2 separate regions of the Ovis aries genome follow, and region 1 is linked to region 2. A link is a contact called in public Hi-C data. All regions are on one chromosome and are shown on one strand. Each heading gives the region's core, a stretch centred on a gene start, on an enhancer-like site or on the middle of the called end of the contact. The rest is flanking DNA. Distances are from core to core; before and after follow the strand shown. Region 1 holds the start of CEBPA (CCAAT enhancer binding protein alpha). Region 2 has its middle 18 kb from the start of SLC7A10.

What was found. Hi-C and Micro-C count contacts between places; a contact is called where the count stands out from the background.
Region 1: a contact with region 2 is called in a Hi-C map of tail adipose tissue, with 4 times the contacts expected there. The contact joins the promoter of CEBPA here to the enhancer-like site in region 2. A contact is called at or near these places in 10 of 16 Hi-C or Micro-C datasets (blood, hypothalamus, liver and 3 more).

What each region holds. Positions count from the first base shown.
Region 1 is chr14:43,221,265-43,223,964 of ARS-UI_Ramb_v3.0, forward strand. CEBPA (CCAAT enhancer binding protein alpha) reads right to left here and starts at 1,423. Exons shown (of 1, transcript NM_001308574.1): 1 at 336-1,423. The coding sequence starts at 1,397. The coding sequence ends at 336.
Region 2 is chr14:43,174,141-43,176,840 of ARS-UI_Ramb_v3.0, forward strand. No RefSeq gene overlaps it. Among named protein-coding and RNA genes, the nearest start is that of SLC7A10, 18 kb to the left of the region's middle. Within about 2 kb of position 1,426, at least 9 of the 54 cell types and tissues checked have an H3K27ac peak or open chromatin away from gene starts, as enhancers often do. A contact at or near this core is called in liver and tail adipose tissue, where this site is marked.

The DNA.
Region 1 (2,700 bases), core at 173-2,672, 47 kb after region 2:
GACAAGGCACATATTTGCTCCCCCTACTCGGTAGGAATCGGAGCGGTGAGTTTGCGTTTCCAAGGCACAGGGTTATTCCTTTAATACTAGAGTTGCCGGGCTCCCGGCTCAGCCCCATGGCGCTTCTCCTCTCGGCCTGACCCCTCATCTTAGACGCACCGTGTTGGGCGCAGAGGAAGGCAAGGGGCACGCGCAGCAGGCCAGGCTCTCAGGCGGCACCGGAATCTCCTGGTCCTGGCTTACGCTGTTCGGGCAGTCTTGAGATCCGGAGACCCGAAGCCACTCCCTGGGTCCCAGCCGGCGGCCAGCCCAGGGCGGTCCCGCCGCTTCGCGCCTCACGCGCAGTTGCCCATGGCCTTGACCAGGGAGCTCTCGGGCAGCTGACGGAAGATGCCCCGCAGTGTGTCCAGTTCGCGGCTCAGTTGTTCCACCCGCTTGCGCAGGCGGTCATTGTCACTGGTCAGCTCCAGCACCTTCTGTTGCGTCTCCACGTTGCGCTGCTTGGCCTTGTCCCGGCTCTTGCGCACCGCGATGTTGTTGCGCTCGCGCCGCACCCGGTATTCGTTGCTGTTCTTGTCCACGGACTTCTTGGCTTTGCCGCCGCCGCCGCCGCCCGCACGGAGGTCGGGGTGCGCGGCGGCCAGCCCCTTGAGCGCGCCGCCGGGGCCTGGCAGGCCAGCGGCGCCGAGCGCGGGCGCTGGGTGCGGGCTGGGCACGGGCGTGGGCGGCGGCGTGGGGTGGCCGGGCTGCAGGTGCATGGTGGTCTGGCCGCAGTGTGCGATCTGGAACTGCAGGTGCGGGGCGGCCAGGTGAGCGGGCGGCGGGTGCGAGTGCGGCGGCGGCGGCGGCGGCGGCGGCTGGTAGGGAAAGAGGCCGGCCAGCGCCAGCTGCTTCGCTTCGTCCTCCTCGCGCGGCTCCTGCTTGATCACCAGCGGCCGCAGCGCCGGCGCCCCGACCCGCTCGTACAGAGGCTCCAGCCTGCTGTCCAGGTAGCCGGCCGCCGCGCAGCCGTAGCCGGGAGGGGGACCGTGCGTCCCCCCGGGCATGACGGCGCCTCCGGGGCCCACGGGGGCGCCCGGGTAGTCAAAGTCGTTGCCGCCTCCTGCGGGGGCCGCGGCCGCCTTGGCCTTCTCCTGCTGCCGGCTGTGTTGGAACAGGTCGGCCAGGAACTCGTCGTTGAAGGCGGCCGGGTCGATGTAGGCGCTGATGTCGATGGACGTCTCGTGTTCGCAGATGCCGCCCAGAGGCTCCGGGGCGGCAGGTGGGGCGGGGGGCTGCGAGGGGCCCGCGCCCCGGGGAAAGCCGAAAGCGGCGCTGCTGGGCGCGTGTGCGGGGCTCTGGAGGTGGCTGCTCATCGGGGGCCGCGGCTCCGCCTCGTAGAAGTCGGCCGACTCCATGGGGGAGCTAAAGTCCTCCCGGCATGGCGAGCCTCGGCGGCCTCCAGCCTGCGCGGGGCGCCGCTGCTGCCGCCGCCCACCCAGAGCCCCTACTCGCTCGCGCCCGCTCAGCTCCCGGTCGCGAATGGCCAGGCCCGCGCGGGGCCCGCATTTATACCGGGGCGTTTGTCGCCCTCTAGTGTGCAAACGGTGACAGCGGCGCAGCGCCTCCTGGGTCTTAGCGCCTGCGGGCTGCAGAGGGCGGCGAGTGGGGCTGGAGCTCAGAGCTGGCGGGGAGGGGCCGCGGGGCAACGCCTACTACCTCCCGCGTCGCCCGCCGAACCGAGACTCGCGCGCGGTGCCCCACCCTCGGTAGAGTTGTCGCCCCCGCGCACGAGTGGTCGACGGCAGGGCCCCCTCCTGTAGCCTGTCCAGGGGACCCACCTCCCCCCAAAGACCGGGGAGCCCCGGAACACCCGACGCCACACAGGGGGTTAGGGTTGGTTGGGGTGGGCGGAGAGGCAGGTCTTGGTCTCTGAGCTTTCCTGGCGCGGACTCACTTTAAAAGCTGGAACCGGTTTCGTCCGGGTCCGGGTACTCTGCAAGGAGGTTGCGTAAAGAAGGGGTCAGGGGTAGGGGGCAGGGAACAGTTTCGGACGTGCGGCCCAGTGCATGCTGCCACTTGGAGACACCAAGGAGAACCGGGATTTTGCTTCTCTGATACCCAGGCACCCGCACAGATTCCGCGCAAAAGTACCTCTCCGCTCCGCTTGCCCCGTGCAAGTACTCCAGGGTCATACGGGCCAGCAGTTTCAGGCGCTAGGACCCCGCGGGGAGCAGAGGAAAGGGGAGGCGGCCGCAATCCGGGAGTCTAGAGGACTCGATTTGTCCACCCGCCCGGGCTGGGAAACTTTCTTGTAATTTACTTCTCCTTGCCCGAGCTCTAGGTGTTGCTAGGTGCACGGAGTTGGCGCTGCTACCCGGCGCGGGGCCGCCAGTTTTTTTCCCAGCGGGACGGGCCCAGCTGGATTCCGGGGCTGGGGTACCAGGGTGAGGGGAGAAGCATAGGGGGAGGAGGCGAATTTGACTCCGAGACGGGGATCCCGAAGCGGGGCCGGCGATCAAAGGCCCGCAACCTTCTCCCCTACTCCCCATTCAGGTGCTCTCCAAGGCGGGAGCGGGGCTGTGGAGAAAGCCGGGGCCTCCGAATCTCTGCGGCTCACGGTCCGAGCATCTAATGTGAGAGCCCTGCGGGCTTGTTCGCAGGGCGCTGGGTCCCTGGAATTGTGAGGAACAAGGTGGCCGGGCCCCGGTGACCCCTGGG
Region 2 (2,700 bases), core at 176-2,675:
ACCTGAGGAACCCCAGGCTTCCTGAGAGCACAGTTTGAAAACCACATGTATCAACCCACTGCTCCTTTCAGAGAGCAATCTCTTGCAGCGAAGGGGGCCCTTTGCCTGACCACGGCTTGCAGAGTCAGTCTGCAATACCTGATGTTCCCAGCAGGGGCCACTGCTAGGGGGCCCCATTTGCATCAAGAAGTTCCAGACCCCAGGGGGCCACGTGTCTCATCCCATCTCAGTGCCAGTGACCTCGAACCTAGGTATGCTCTGAGTCAGGGGCCACCACATGCCTTCCCAGTGGACAGAGCTGCCCTCTGGCCATGCTGCCAGCTTGGCCAGGGCTGATCAGAAGCCCTCAGCTCTGGGCCAGCTGCCAGGGCCAGGGCCACAGGGACTCGTAAGGGTTTCTGGCTAAGCCCCGATCAAGCCATTCCAAGGGACAGCTGGAGTGTCTCTCCAGGCAGTGCCTGGAAGGGGGCCAGCCCAGCCTCGGGCCTGGGCCAAGCACATGTGAGTACATGCATACACACACACACACACACACACTGCACCCACGTGCACATGATCACACAGTTCACACATGCACACAACTGCATGTTCACACACATGCTCTGTGCACATACACACACACAGGAAAAACACGTGCACACATAGCAACAAGCACATGGACATACACACGTACAGGTACACGCAGTCACACACAGGCACGCACACTCCCCTCCTCTCTCTCCCCAGGCACCCTCAAGGATAGATGCAGAGACTCCTTTGGGGGGATGTCCTGGTGGTCCAGTGGTTAAGACTCCGTGCTCCCACTACAGGGGGCATGGATTTGATTCCTGGTTGGGGAACTAAGATCCCACATGCCACATGGTGCGGCCAAAGTAAACAAATAGCTAAGTAAGTAAATAAATAAAATCCCCTCCATACAAAGATATGTACACATTCATATAATCCAAAAGAAAAGGAAACACCTTTGGGTCCAGTCTGTTTGGGGTGAGTTCATTTGAGTGAGATGCCCCTTCACCCTCTCGGTCATGGGGGCTCCTTCCTTCTGGGCCAAGGCTGGGTGGATGGGTGTGTGCGAGATGAGTAAGGGGCAGTCAGAGTGTCTGGCCACCTCCAGGTGGGCTCTGGGCACAAGTTGGGGATGGGAGTGGGGAGGATTCACTACATCTTTCTGGGGTGGGAGGGAGCTGGAATGATGCCTGCATCCGCTAGAAGCTGACCTCTGGGGTGAGCAGGTAAGACTGGGGGAAGCCTTTGCAGGTCACTGCAGCTGTGCACCCTCCCCCACGAAGCCAGCCCGGCCCTCGGCCTGCTGTTGTCTTGAAGATGATGTCGGGTTTTTTGACTCCTCGGTTCCCAGCTCCCCCGGGGCCTGTCGTCTCATACCTGTGAGAGCTCTGGGTGCTGGAGCACATAGCCGCCAGGTCCCTGCTGTCCCCTTGGCGACAGGCCCAGGCATGCTGGACCATCAGCTCAGCATGATAACCGAAATCCCTTGTGATATGACTGGTCCCCTGCCTGTCGAGGGACTTGGTGCCATGAGAGGAGCTGTGTAGCCCCCTGCCCCCCGTCCCCAGGAGCCTGTTCTGGGGTGGGCTCTGCTGCATCCAGCTTGCTGACCACCAGCCCATGCCCACAGCCCTTGGCAGGGGACAGAGTTCTGTCACCTCCCCCCACCGGATCAATACCTCCAAGGCTGTTGTCAGCAAATCTTTGACCTCCGACCCAGCGATACACTGTGACCCCTGAACCTCTCAGCCTTTCCACCAATCCTTGCCCTGGTCTCTGGGGTGGATGAGGGGGTGACCCCTGGCTCCAACCCTGGCTGTGACGGGCGGGAGTGGGAGGCCCTCGGTCTCCATGGCCCAGCCTCTTCCCTTCACTCCACACTCAGGGCTGTGGTCAGCAGCGGGCCCAGGGCAGGCGGGTGGCCGGCTCTGGGAGGGGGCCCTGCTGGGCAGGGGAAGACGGCTGGGCCCTGGAGCAATAGGCAAGCAGCCAAGGGCTGTGGATGAAGGAGTCAGAGGCTCCTTTCTGGGGCCCAGAGGCCTTGGAGGTCTAGCCATCAGAGAAGGGATTCTGGGCTTCCTGTCTCATATCTGAGGCCTCTAAGGCGTCTCCCTACCCTGCCCCCTGCAAATTGGCGTGCACCAGGTGGGGGACCTGAGGCTCAAGACCCCCACCCTTTAACCCTCTGGCGCTCAGCGTGGTCCTGGCTGAGAAGGGGCCTGGAACAGGAAGGGCTGCTATGGATTGCTTGTAGCCTACGTTGGCCCCATAGCTGGGGCACCTGCCCATAAACCTCTAGGGGATGGAGGGACCCTGGCTTCCCCATCCAGCATTTTCCCTCCCTGCAGCCATCCCCCTGACCTATCTGTGTCCTAGATCTGTGTCTCAGCCCTGAGCTAAGAATGAGGTAGAGGCTGAGCAGAGGCCCCTCCCAAGCTACCTGGGCCCAGTCCCCTTTGACTCAACTGGGAGTGACACTGCCCTGGTCACCCTGGCCCCCTCACCCAGCCTGTACCAGCCTGGGTGGGTATTTAGCCCATTGTCCCATTGAAATCCCCTCATGGACTCTGAGACCCCTATCCCCTGGGGAGTCCTGGCAGACACTGCTGTCCCCAGACTCTGCCCCCAGAGGGTCTGGCCAGGACAACAGAACGTGCCAGTCACTCACCATGTGACTCTTACCTGGTTGCCTCT